2 separate regions of the Sus scrofa genome follow, and region 2 is linked to region 1. The links are chromatin contacts, called in public Hi-C maps. All regions are on one chromosome and are shown on one strand. The core of a region is the stretch at or near the end of the contact, and the rest is flanking DNA. Distances in the headings are between cores, read along the strand shown. Region 1 holds the start of LOC110261093 (a long non-coding RNA gene). Region 2 overlaps CTNNBIP1 (beta-catenin-interacting protein 1).

What was found. A called contact is a pair of places that touch in the nucleus more often than the background predicts.
Region 2: a contact with region 1 is called in a Hi-C map of skeletal muscle, with 7 times the contacts expected there. The contact joins two enhancer-like sites. A contact is called at or near these places in 4 of 47 Hi-C or Micro-C datasets (blood, embryonic fibroblasts, heart right ventricle and 1 more) and 1 of 2 datasets of contacts at active chromatin or transcription factors (skeletal muscle).

Annotation. Positions count from the first base shown.
Region 1 is chr6:69,910,324-69,916,570 of Sscrofa11.1, forward strand. LOC110261093 (a long non-coding RNA gene) reads right to left here and starts at 679. Exons shown (of 3, transcript XR_002344885.1): 1 at 1-679. Within about 2 kb of position 3,743, at least 9 of the 83 cell types and tissues checked have an H3K27ac peak or open chromatin away from gene starts, as enhancers often do. A contact at or near this core is called in skeletal muscle, where this site is marked.
Region 2 is chr6:70,196,625-70,202,871 of Sscrofa11.1, forward strand. The region is part of intron 3 of CTNNBIP1 (beta-catenin-interacting protein 1); the gene reads right to left. Among named protein-coding and RNA genes, the nearest start is that of CLSTN1, 35 kb to the left of the region's middle. Within about 2 kb of position 3,072, at least 14 of the 83 cell types and tissues checked have an H3K27ac peak or open chromatin away from gene starts, as enhancers often do. A contact at or near this core is called in skeletal muscle, where this site is marked.

The DNA.
Region 1 (6,247 bases), core at 2,493-4,992:
AGGCAAGGCCCAAGGTGTGCAGGCAGAGCTGGAGCTGGAGGGAGAATGCACATTTCGTAATTGCTCTGAAAATCCACCTCCCCCTCCCCGCCCCCGCCGTGTCCCCTGTGACAGGTCACTCTCATTGAGGAGGGATGCGTATGACTCTGGGTGTGTGACACTCCTGCTCAGATTAGCTTCTGGAACCTACTTCTTTGGCTACTTTGCTGCTATTTCTAAACTCCGGGGCTGTAATCACATCCACGTTGGATCTGGCATCAGAAAGTGTCCCCTCCGAGGCAGTGTCCTGCCAACGGGGCTAAAGTTCTGTGGCTTGCAAAACTGTCCCAGGTTCCAAGCCCAGGGAGTCTCAGAGTAGAGAGCGGGGAAGGCCCAAAGCTGAAACAATTGTGACTTTTCTTTGTGCGTGACCTGCTCAACCGCTGAGCCCTCACAGGTGAGCGTGGCCAGCCCCTGTGAAAAGTAGCTCTAGGCACCTTTGAATAAGCCTCTTGGCTGGTCCTGAGTCATCCTGAAACCCAGTGTCATCGCTATTAACCCTGTAACTCTGAATCGACCTGAAAGTCACAGTGACTCTTACTCATCTCAATGGTTATTGCCTTAAAACAATCAGTAAGGGTATTCTTTTGTTTTTGTTTTTGTTTTTGTTTTTGTAATAGTGTTATCAAGCTATAATTCATGGAGTTCCCATCGTGGCTCAGTGGTTAACGAATCCGACTAGGAACCATGAGGTTGCGGGTTCGATCCCTGGCCTTGCTCAGTGGGTTAAGGATCCGGCGTTGCCGTTGAGCTGTGGTGTGGGTCGCAGACTCGGCTCGGATCCTGCGTTGCTGTGGCTCTGGCCTAGGCTGGCAGCTACAGCTCTGATTAGACCCCTAGCCTGGGAACCTCCATATGTCTCGGGAGTGGCCCTAGAAAAAGGCAAAAAGACAAAAAAAAGAAAAAGAAAAAGAAATTGGTTGGGATGGAAATCCTGTGAAATCAGATTGTTATGATCATTATACAAATATAGACGTGATAAATTTATTTGAGTAAAAAAATAAATAAATAAACAAAAAACAAAAAAAAGCTATAATTCACATACCATACCATTCACCCATCTATTTCTTTTTTTTTCCTTTTTCTTTTTAGGGCCACACCTGTGGCATATGGACATTCCCAGGCTAGGGGTTAAATTGGAGCTACAGCCACCGGCCTACACCACAGCCACAGCAATGCCGGATCCCTAACCCATTGAGCGAGGCCAGGGATGGAACCCACATCCTCATGGATCCTAGTCGGGTTCATTAACCGCTGAGCCACGAAGGGAGCTCCCACAATTCACCCATCTAAGGTGTACAACCCATGGAGTTCCCCCTCCCATCAGGGGACATTACGATGGCTGCCGGCCATGTTTTAGGATCTGGTCAGGGGAAGGTGAATTGGGTTTGTTGGAGCATATTTACAGGCTTGTAATCAAGTCTGTGACTGTTAAGCTATTGCAGAAAAGGCTCCCAGGAAGTTCCCTGGTGGCTCGGAGGTTTAAGGACCAATGTTGTGACTGCTGTGGCGTGGGTTCCTTCCCTGGCCTGGACACTTCTGCATGCTGTGGGCAGGGCAAAAAAAAAGAAAGAAAGAAAGAAAGAAAGGCTTCCAGAAACATCTCCACCGCTCACTACAGCTCACCTTACATGGTGACAGCGATTCAGAGTCAGAGCGCCTGCAGCCAGAGGTAGAAAAAAGGACCTTAGGAGGCTGCCTGCGGGGCAGCTGATTAATTTTTTAACTTTTTTCTTCTGGATTGATTTTTGTTCCTCTTGTTCCCCACTTTGTGGTGACTCTTTTCCTTTTTTTTTTTTTGCTCTTTTTTAGGGCCGCACCCTTGGCATATGGAAGTTCCCAGGCTAAGGGTTGAATCAGAGCTGCAGCCACCAGCCTATGCCACAGCCACAGCAACACCAGATTCTTAATCCACTGAGCGAGGCCAGGGATCGAACCCACAACCCCATGGTTCCTAGTCGGATTCGTTTCCACGGCACCACAAAGGGAGCTCCTTGTTCTCCACCTTGGGGTGGTTTCTTCTTGTTTCATGGCAGGCAGCAGAGCGCGAGGTTGGCTCAGGGCCTGCTGTGCCGGAGGCACCTGCCGGAACATCTCAGTGGGAGGACCCCACGTTCCAAACCGGGGGGGGCGGGGAAGTGTCCACGTGGACATTTCTTAAGGCCGGGAGGGAATGAGTCATGAGGGAGTGGCACCGCAGAGCGAGAAGGACAGGCTCAGGCTTCCAGCCCCAGGAGGTGGCCACAGAGGGGACGCAGGGCCCTCTGGGTTTGGCACCAAGGAAGCCATTGGAGACCTTGGCAGGAGCGGTGTCAGTGGCGAGGTGAGAAGTCAGGCTGAGGGCAGATAAATGGTTTGGCTGAGAAAGGAAGACGACAGGTGATGCCACAGTGGGAGGTAACCAAGGCAATCGGAGAGAAGGGTTTTCAACGATGCTGGTGGGCAGGCGCCACGGCCAACGTCAAGCTCAGTTAAGACACAGAAGATGGAAAAGGAAGACAGATCCCTGGACACTGAGGGGCTGGAAGGAGGGCTGAGTTGGCGAAGCACAGGGGGTTTGGAGGGGAAGTGAAAGTGGGCTGTAATGGTGCTGAGATGGTGGGTGTGTGACACTGTACCTCGTCAGCCTCTTGGGGCTTTAGAGCACAGAGGGAAACTTAGCGGGGACAAATTAAAAAAAAAAAAAAATTAGGATGTTAGCGACCCCAGCGTGGAATCCCCACTGTGTTAGAGAAGCAGTTTGAAACCGCCCTGAAGGAGGTGGGCGAGAAAAGGGGCTGAAGTCGGCACAATATTGAAAATCAACTATACTTTAACTTTAAAAAATAAAGCTTTGGGGAGTTCCCGTCGTGGCGCAGTGGTTAACGAATCTTTGGACTGGGAACATGAGGTTGCAGGTTCGATCCCTGGCCTCGCTCAGTGGGTTAAGGATCCGGCGCTGCCATGAGCGGTGGTGTAGGTCGCAGACGAGGCTCGGATCCCACGTTGCTGTGGCTCTGGTGTAGGCTGGAGGCTACAGCTCTGATTGGACCCCTAGTCTGGGAACCTCCATATACTGCAGGTACGGCCCTAAAAAGACAAAAAAAAATTTTTTTTTTAATTAAAAATAAAGCTTTGGGAATGAATGGTAACCATGACTTTAGACAAAGTCTTTAGACAAAAGGGGCTATGGCGTTCCCACTGTGGCGAAGTGGGTTAATGATCCAGCTTGCCTCTGTGGCTTTGCCGGGTTCGATCCCCACCTGGGGCAGTGGCTTTAGGATCTGATGTTGCCACAGCTGTGACGTAGGTCAGAGGTGAGGCTAGGATTCAATCCCTGGCTGGGGAACTTCCATACACAGCAGATGTAGCCGAAAAAGAAAGGAAAGGCGGTGTGGGGGGGGTGGCAGGGATTGCGTGCAGCACTCTGCTCTTGTTGGTAAAGTTGTCTCTCCCCGAGCCCAGGCTAAGAATCCTGAACCACCTGGATAAATAAAAGAGTACAGAGATGATGGGGGGTGAGAGCCAGTTACAGATAAGACAGGGGCAGTGGGGGAGGAGGCTAGGACAAACCACATGACACTGGGTCAGCGTTGGGAGATGACGCTAGGAACTCGTGTTTAGTTAGCTTACAGAAATGTCAGTGGGTAAATATAGACATCATGGTTATGGGTCTAGCCAGGGGTTATTTATGTTTACACATGCCCTTGGCCCTTGAGAGGCTAGAAGCAACGACACCCAAGTGGCCAGAAACACACACAGCTGGGCTCCTAAGCCCATGCTCCTCTGTAACAGACACCAGGGCTCCTTGGAGAAGGGGCTGAGTCTGGCCTGGGGGAGGAGCCTGGAGCATCTCCTACAGCCGGAAAGTTAAGAAAGTGCTCCCTGACACAAAGTGACAGCACTAAGGCAAAGGGACACAGAGCCAACTGAAGGAGCTCCCCAGGGCAAACGTAGGAACAATTTGAACAAAAACAATCGTATTTCCTAACAACTCAAAGTGGGAAACAAATATCCATGAGTCCATTGTGATACAAATAAATTGAAGACGGCAGTCAAAGGGAAAGAGAAATCTCCCTTATGCGCGACTTCTAAATAATTGATATAGATTTTGTGGTTTTTTTGTTGTTTTTTTTTTTTTTTTTTTGTCTTTTTGCCATTTCTTGGGCCACTCCCGCGGCATATGGAGGTTCCTAGGCTAGGGGTCTAATTGGAGCCATAGGCACAGGCCTATGCCAGAGCCACAGCAACGTGGGATCTGAGCCGCATCTGCAACCTACACCACAACTCACGGCCACGCCAGATCGTTAACCCACTGAGCAAAGGCAGGGATCGAACCCGCAACCTCATTGTTCCTAGTCGGATTCGTTAACCACTGCGCCACGACGGGAACTCCTTCTGTAGTCGCTGGGTGCAGCCCCTGCTTCCTGGGCGGGAGTCATGCTTCACCTCTTAGAGGGATCAAAATCTATATCAGGAGTTCCCATCATGGCTCTGTGGTAACGACGAACCCAGCTAGTATCCGTGAGGATGCAGATTCGATCCCTGGCCTCGATCAGTGGGTTAAGGATCCGGCATTGCCGTGAGGTGTGGTGTAAGTCACAGAGGTGGCTTGGATCTCGCGTTCCTGTGGCTGTGGTGCAGGCCGGTGGCTATAGTTTTGGTTTGACCCATAGCCTGGGAACCTCCATGTGCCACATGTTTGGCCCTGAAAAAAAAGATAAGAAAAGAAAAAAGTTGAACTGTCTGTGGCTCGGGAGTGGCAGGCAGGGAAGGAGCAGACTGAGGGTCAGCCTATCCTTGTGAGCCCACGTGGAGCAGCCACCTGGAGGATACAGGCGCTTGGAGTCAGGCCCAGGTGGGCTCCAGGCTTCCAGCTTCATCTAGAGGAGGGCAGATCAGCAGGGACCAGTGAAGCCAACAGTTCTGAGAGTCCTGCCCCAATGTCTCTTTTCTTTTTCTTTTCTTTTTAGTGCTGCACCTGCCACATATGGAAGTCCTCAGACTAGGAGTTGAATCAGAGCTGTAGCTACTGGCCTATACCACAGCCATAGCAACACAGGATGAGAGCTTCGTCTGCCATCTACACCACAGCTCATGGCAACGCCAGATCCTTAACCCACTGAGCGGGGCCAGGGATCGAACCGGCATCTTCATGGACACTGGTCCAGTTCCTAACCCACTGAGCCACAAGGGGAACTCCTGATTGGTGGTGAGGTAATAGGATGATGTTTCCAGAATCTTAATTATCAGCCTCTGGTTCCCACCAGTCTGGGATCTAGTGTTTGTCAGCCTGTGGTCAGCATCCTCCACTAGGCGGGGTCTTCATTTCTGCAGAATGACTCAAAGATAACATCAGATTGTCCTCTCTGTCCCTTCAGGAGGAACTAGCAGGCCCGGGACTAATTATTAACAGCAGGAGTCTGTTCTTTGGAACTTGGGGAAGCCTAGGAGACTAAAGCTTTTCTTCTATAAACAAGAAACAGGGGACATAGAGTTCCCTGGGGGTGCAGGGGGTGAAGGATCCAGCATTGTCACTACTGTAGCTCGGGTTGCTGCTGTGGTGCAGATTGGATCCCTGGCTGGGAACTTCCATATGCTGAGGACACAGCCAAAAGAAAGAAGGAAAAGGAGTTCCCACTGCGGCTCAGGGGTTAACAAACCTGACTTGTATCCCTGAGGATGGAGGTTCAGTCCCTGGCATTGCTCAGTGGGTTAAGGATCCGGCATTGCTGTGAACTGTGGTGTAGGTTGCACATGCCACTCAGATCTAGCGTTGCTGTGGCTGTGGTGTTCCCCTAGCCTAGGAAACTCCATATGCCATGGGTGCGGCCCTTGGAAGGAAGGAAGGAAGGAAGGAAGGAAGGAAGGAAGGAAGGAAGGAAGAAAGAAAGAAAGAAAGAAAGAAAGAAAGAAAGAGAAAGAAAGAAAGAAAGAAAGAAAGAAAGAAAGAAAGAAAGAAAGAAAGAAAGAAAGAAAGAAAAAGAAAAAGAAAGAAAGTAACAGGGACATGGAGTGGCTTTGGGACCCAGGAGGACTCTGAAGTGTCCTGCTTAGTTTCAGTCCCCGCTTTCCTTAACCACTCCTCGACTCTGAGGGGAACAGGGGATGGGACAAGAAAGTGATTAAAGTTTTGGATAGAGAGGTTAACCTTAAACTCGGCAGGAGAACTTGGCTGGAGGTGGGCTCAGATGTCCTAACCCCCAGAGACCTCAGAATGTGGCTGTAT
Region 2 (6,247 bases), core at 1,822-4,321, 290 kb after region 1:
GCAAGGCTCCCAGGTAAACAGGTCCCAGACACTCCTCCAAGGGCAGCAGTTTCCACGGGGAAGAGCCTCAGCACCCGCCTGGACCAGGCCTCCCCCTGGACAAACCCAGGCCCGCTGGGTGGCATGCGCTATTTTTTGCAGCCGCAGCCTAGAAGCCTGAGGTTCTGTACACCTCAGCTCTGATGCCCAAAGTTCCCGGAGGATGGCTTGTGCCCAGAGACAGCACGACACTGGTTGCCATGGGGACAGCATCTCGGATCCACCAAGGTCTCAGCAGCCAAAGTAGGCTCCAGGCTTGGTGGCGCTGACAGGGCTCCAGGCTGACAACCACATCGCCAGGCACTGGCTGCCAGAAGGTGGAGCACATGGCCTGAGGTGCGGAGGCAGCTCCCAATAGAGGCCCTGGGCCTTCCGACAGACCAGCCAGGGCCTCCCCAGGCTTGGGCTCCTTTGGTGGACTCTGGTACCTGGGCCTGGGTCTGACCCTGCCTACCTGGGCCTCCATTTCCTCGTCAGCAGAACACACCAACCCCGCCCATGGGACTGCCCAGGAGCATCAAGCATCACACCTGCGCTGCTCCATCCCATCCTCCCCGGGTCACCTCACCCCTGACACCCACTGAGGCAACATGCACATCCTACCCCGGGGGGGGGTTTTCCCAGGTGAGGTACCCGTTATCCTCACTCAGGTTTCCTGCCTCCACCCACCTCCTGGACCACAGAGCTCGCCTGAGCAGAGAAGGGACGGAATCCGGGGACAGGTGGGTCCCTCCAGGGGTCTTTGCCTAGTCCTGGCATAGTCGCAAATTCTGGTGGGTGTCACAACCACCCTGGGGGCTCATTTCTTTCTTTCTTCCTTTCTTTTCTTTTCTTTTTATGGCTGCAACTGCAGCATATAGAACCTATGGGGTTATGGGGCTAGGGGCTACATTGGAGCTGCAGCTGAGGCCTATGCCACAGCCACAGCGACATGGGATCTGAGCCGCGTCTATGACCTACACTGCAGCTCATGGCAATGCCAGATCCTTAACCCAATGAGCAGGACCAGGGACTGAAGCTGCATTCTCATGAAAACTAGTTGGATTCTTAACCGACTGAGCCACAACGGGAACTCCTCCAGGGACTTCTTTCAAATGCAGGTTCCCAGGCTCTCCCGGCAGCCTCTCTAATCATCAGGGGTGGGATGGATGATGTGCCCTGGTGCCTGCATTTTGGCACGTGCTCTCTGTAATTTAGGTGTGGTCTGTGGCCTGCACTCCAAGAACTCGATGCTACACATGGTCCCCACCCCTGAGCTGCTGTCCCTTCTCAGCCAGCATTCTGAAAGCAGCATCATTCCTGCCCCTGAGTCCTCACCGCCCATTTAATCCCTGGCCCCCAGCTATCTGCCTCCAGCCAGGATCCACAGACACCGACAGGGAAAAGTCACCACTGACTTTATTATTATTATTATTTGTCTTTTTTAGGGCCACACCCATGGCACATGGAAGTTCCTAGGCTAGGGGCTGAATCGGCCTACCCCACAGCCATGGCAACGCAGCATCCAAGCTGCATCTGTGACCTACACCACAGCTCACGCCAACTCCAGATCCTTAACCCACTGAGCGAGGCCAGGGATAGAACCCGCGTCCTCATGGATACTAGTTGGGTTTGTTACCACTGAGCCACGACGCACCTAAAGTTCTTTACGTGTCCGTTCCCGTGTCCGTCCTGCTGGGCCAGCAGCTCGAGGTTGGGGGCTGTCAGATCAACGGCCTGGTATGAGCAGGACTGTGCCATCGCTGGCCTGAGCGGCCCCTGATGCTCTTCTCTGGGAGAGTGGTCTGCCTCTGCCGGGGTGTTGGGAGGTGGGTGCAGAGGTGCGCAAGGGCTTGGAGGCCCCTGCTCTCAGCTCAACAGGACAGGACCCATCACGCCAAGGCGGGTGAAGGCAGCCAGGCGCAGGCCAGAACCAGATGCTGTAAGGAGCGGCCAGCTCTGCTCTTCAGCCCCACCCTCACCTTTTCTTGGGGTTGTTTTTTGTTTGCTTGTTTGTTTCTTTTTTGGCCATGCCCTAGGGATGCGGAGGTTCCCAGGCTAGGGACTAAAACTACACCACAGCACTGAACCGAACTACAGCCGCGACAACACCAGGTCCTTAACCCACTGAACCACTGGGGGAGCTCCTGGATGCTTTTTTCTTTTTCTGTGATGCAGGTTCTCACATACCAAGTCCTTCTGGTTGAGTTTTCAGTTGGATTCAACGTATATGAGATTTTTTTTGGTCCAATGTTACTATCACTAGGTTCCAGGGAATTCTCATGGAAGTGTTGATTAACGTTAAAAATGATTAGCTTCCCATCCCACCGGGTGAATTCTCCCGGGGCCTGACTGTAATTTCAGTCCAGAGCTGGTGATCACCTGGCACCTCTGAGAGAAGCCTCGGAGCCGCACGTGGGCAGAGGGGCTCTCAGAACCCCTGGCAGCCGGTCCCCACACAGAGGGAGCCTCGGAGGTCTCCAAAGGACCCGACAGACCCCTGCTCTGTGCCACAGCTGGACCATGGCCAAATGCGAGACGGCACACACAGCAGAGCCCAGCCCAGCGGGGCTCCTGACATGATGTGGACAGATCCGCAGGCAGTTCTAGAACGAGAAGAGGAAGCCGGGCCGACCCGGGTGGGCACAGAGGGTGGCATGGAGGCAGTGAAAGGGCAGGGGCCAGAGGCATGGGCGAGCATTCCAGGAAGAAGGCCAGCTCGTGCCAGCACCCCGACCCACAGGCCGCTGAGAGGGTCAAGCAGGGTGATGAGCAGAGGGGGGAGCCTGCTGGGTCTCTGGAAGTGTCTGCAACGGGTGGCCTTCCCCTTGGCCGCTGGCTCCATGCTGGGTTGCCCAAGACCACAGCTATTTTAACAAGGTCTGTGGTGTAACCCTGAGACCAAATGACCTATTTTAGGCTCTCTGGCAGCAGCAGAGCCTGAGCCGGCAGCCTTGGCTTCCGAGGGGGAAAGCCGGCAGAGCCCTGGGACCGCCCAGCTGGCTCAGGCCGGGGACCTTCCCTGGAAAGTCTCGCCAAGCAAGAGTGTGATCAGAGGCTGGAACAGGCCTGAGGAGCCCCCGTGCCAGCACTGCCGCTCCAGGGCCAAGAAGCAGGGAAGAGAAAGGACGAGGGCTTCCTTAATGAAATGGGCCACGTCTAGACGGGGTCCCTTGCGCCCCGGGATGGCTGGCCCAGGGTCTATACCAGTCACAGCATGAGGGTGGCATTTCCACGGGAGACCGGCCACACAGAGGCCTTTGCCAAGGGCACTGGGGACCTGGAACTGGCCCTTGCAGGGCGTCTGTCCTCTGTGCGGAGCTGGGGCAGGGAGAGACCGGAGCTCAAAGGCGACTAGCACGTTCAAAGGCGCCTGGAGGTGAAGACCCAGAATAACAAGGCAGCAGAAAACCCTTCCAGTGTTTCGTGCCCTCCTGGCACGCTGTGCCGATTGCCTATGTGACGCCTGCTCCTCAGCTAGAACGCTGTTCTGCTTAGAAACGCACATGGCCCGTAAGCCTCTCCTGGACGTTCTCTGCTGGCCACACCCTGGACCTGCATGACCTGTTCCATGGCCTTGAACCTGTCACTGCCCGGGCCAGTTTTCTACTCGTGAAAGTGGGCCTGGGACAGCTCCTGCCTGATTCCCTGGGCTAATGTTATGTGCCACTTGACATGGAACCTGGAAGAAACTCAGTCAATGTTTGCTGTTATAATTAACAGCAAACATGAGAAACCAATGTCCAACAGTAAAAAGCGGATAAAAAAAAAAAAAATGAGGGCACACTGGAGTTCTCTTGTGGCACAGAGGGCTGGGGACTTGGCATTGGCACTGCAGCGGCTCAGGCCCAGATTCAGTCTCTGCCCTCATATGTCACAGGAGCAGCCATAGCATTTTTTTTTTTAAAAGGATATTAAAATGTTACACTGTATGGTCTCAACTTTATAATAGAAATACGTAAGTATTCAAGGGCTGCTGGGAAATTAACAGAAGATAGGAGTTTCTGTCGTGGCTCATTGGTTAACGAAACTGACTACCATCCATGAGGACGCAGGTTTGATCCCTGGCCTCGCTCAGTGGCTTAAGGATCCGGCATTGCCACGAGCTGTGTGAGGTGTAGGTTGCAGACGCAGCTCAGATCCCGTGTTGCTGTGACTGTGGTGTAGGCCAGCGGCTACAGCTCCGATTGGACCCCTAGCCTGGGAACCTTCATATACTGTGGGTGTGGCCCTAAAAAGACAAAAAAAAAAAAAAAAAAAGAAAGAAAAGCAATTAACACAAGGTAACAGTTACTCCAACTATGAGATAGGAATCTCTAAGCTCTTCTGCTGTTTCTAATCTTTCCCAATGACTTTCTTCTTCTTCTTCTTCTTCTTTTTTTTTTCTTTTTCTTGTTTTTTGGCTGCATCCACAGCATATGGAATTCCTGGGCCAGGGATTGAATCTGAGCCTCGGCTGAGGCCTGCACCACAGCTGCAGCAACACTGGATCCTTTAACCCACTGCGCCACAGCAGGAACAGCTAATCCTCCCCAGCGACTTTCCACAATGACTATGCATCCTTTTGTAGCCAGGAAAAATGATCGATATATGTCATGGACAGAAGAGCACTGAGGACAAGAAAGGGATGAGCTCAGCATTCTGTTCAGCCTGCTCTCCTCCCTGGAGCCTACAGCTGGGCCTTCTCAGCGAGGCGACCTTTCCAGAGAAGTATTGACTTCCTCTGGTTCAAAGTCAGTCCTGCCAGGCTGTCAGGTCGGCTTGGCCACCCTGGGGACCAGGAGACAGCACTCAGAGAACTGGCTCCACGTTCCTGCCTTTCCGGAGGACTGTGGGCTCCGAGGCCCAGAGCCCCGTCCATTCATTTACCCAAGGCCACGCCAGGGCCGGGGGCCCAGCCCCACAAATACAGAGGGAAGCCACAGTCTTAAGTTCAAGGAGCTCAGGGTGGGTCAGGAGATGGGCCAGGAGATGGTGTGAGGAGTAGCACAGCCGAGGCACACGCGTGTGGAAGAGATCACAGGAGGGTCTGGCCATGCCTGTGGGAGGGGTGTGTGTGTTGGGGGGCAGTCAGGGCTGGGCAGCTGAGAGGCAAATGCAGGGGCAGACAGGCATGGTCACACACCGCCTGCAATAGGAGCTGAAAGCCACTCACTGTGGCTATTTATGGAGCATGAGGTCACAGTGTGGGGGAAGGCAGGGGGTCCTGCTCTTCATTCTAAGGGGGCTGGATTATTATTATTATTTTTTTTTTGCTTTTTTGCTTTTTAGGGCCGCCCGGGTTCCCAGGTTAGGGGCTGAATCAGAACTACAGCTGCCGGCCTCCACCACAGCCACAGCAACACCAGATCCAAGCTGAGTCTGTGACCTACACCACAGCTCACAGCCACACCAGATCCTTAACTCACTGAGCAAGGCCAGAGATAGAACCTGCAGTCTTATGGTTCCTAGTCGAATTCATTTCCTTCATTTCCACTGCGCCATGATGGGAACTCTCAGAGGAGGCTGGGTTTTATCCTTAAGGCAGTAGGGAGCCACTGAAAGATTTTTTGTCCTTTTTTTTTTTTTTTTTTTTTTTTTTTTTTTTTTAGGGCCGCACTTGCAGCATATGTTAGTTCCCAAGCTAGGAGTTGAATCAGAGCTACATACAGCTGCCAGCCCATGTGACATCCACAGAAACACAAGATCTGAGCTGTGTCTGTGCCCTGCACCACAGCTCACAGCAATGCCAGATCCTTAACCCACTGAGTGAGGCCAGGGATCAAATCCGCATCCTCATGGATCCTAGTCTGGTTCGTTACCGCTGAGCCATGATGGGAACTCCCTGAAAGATCTTAAGTTGGGAAGAGGCCCATGGTACAGTCTTGGAAAGCCACTCTGGCTACAGGCAGAAAGTGCACTGGGGGTGTCGGAGGAGAAATTGAGACGCCAGGAAGGAGCCGCTCACGGTGAAGAATTAATTAACGTGGGCTCAGACCAAAATGGGGGTTCAAACCAGGACGGTGAAGACAAGGCAGATTTGAGGAGCATCTAGGCAGGAGAATCAAGGGCCTTGGTAACCTCCGAGATGCCTGGGGAAGAGTCTGCGATGGTCCCCGGACACTGGGTCCGAGGGGGGTGCTTCCTCAGGACAGAGAATACAGGCAGAAGCACAGATCCAGGGCTGGTAGAGGTCATGACCCTGGATCTGTTGAGTGTGGGGGTGTGGCAGAGCGGGCACTTCGAGGTC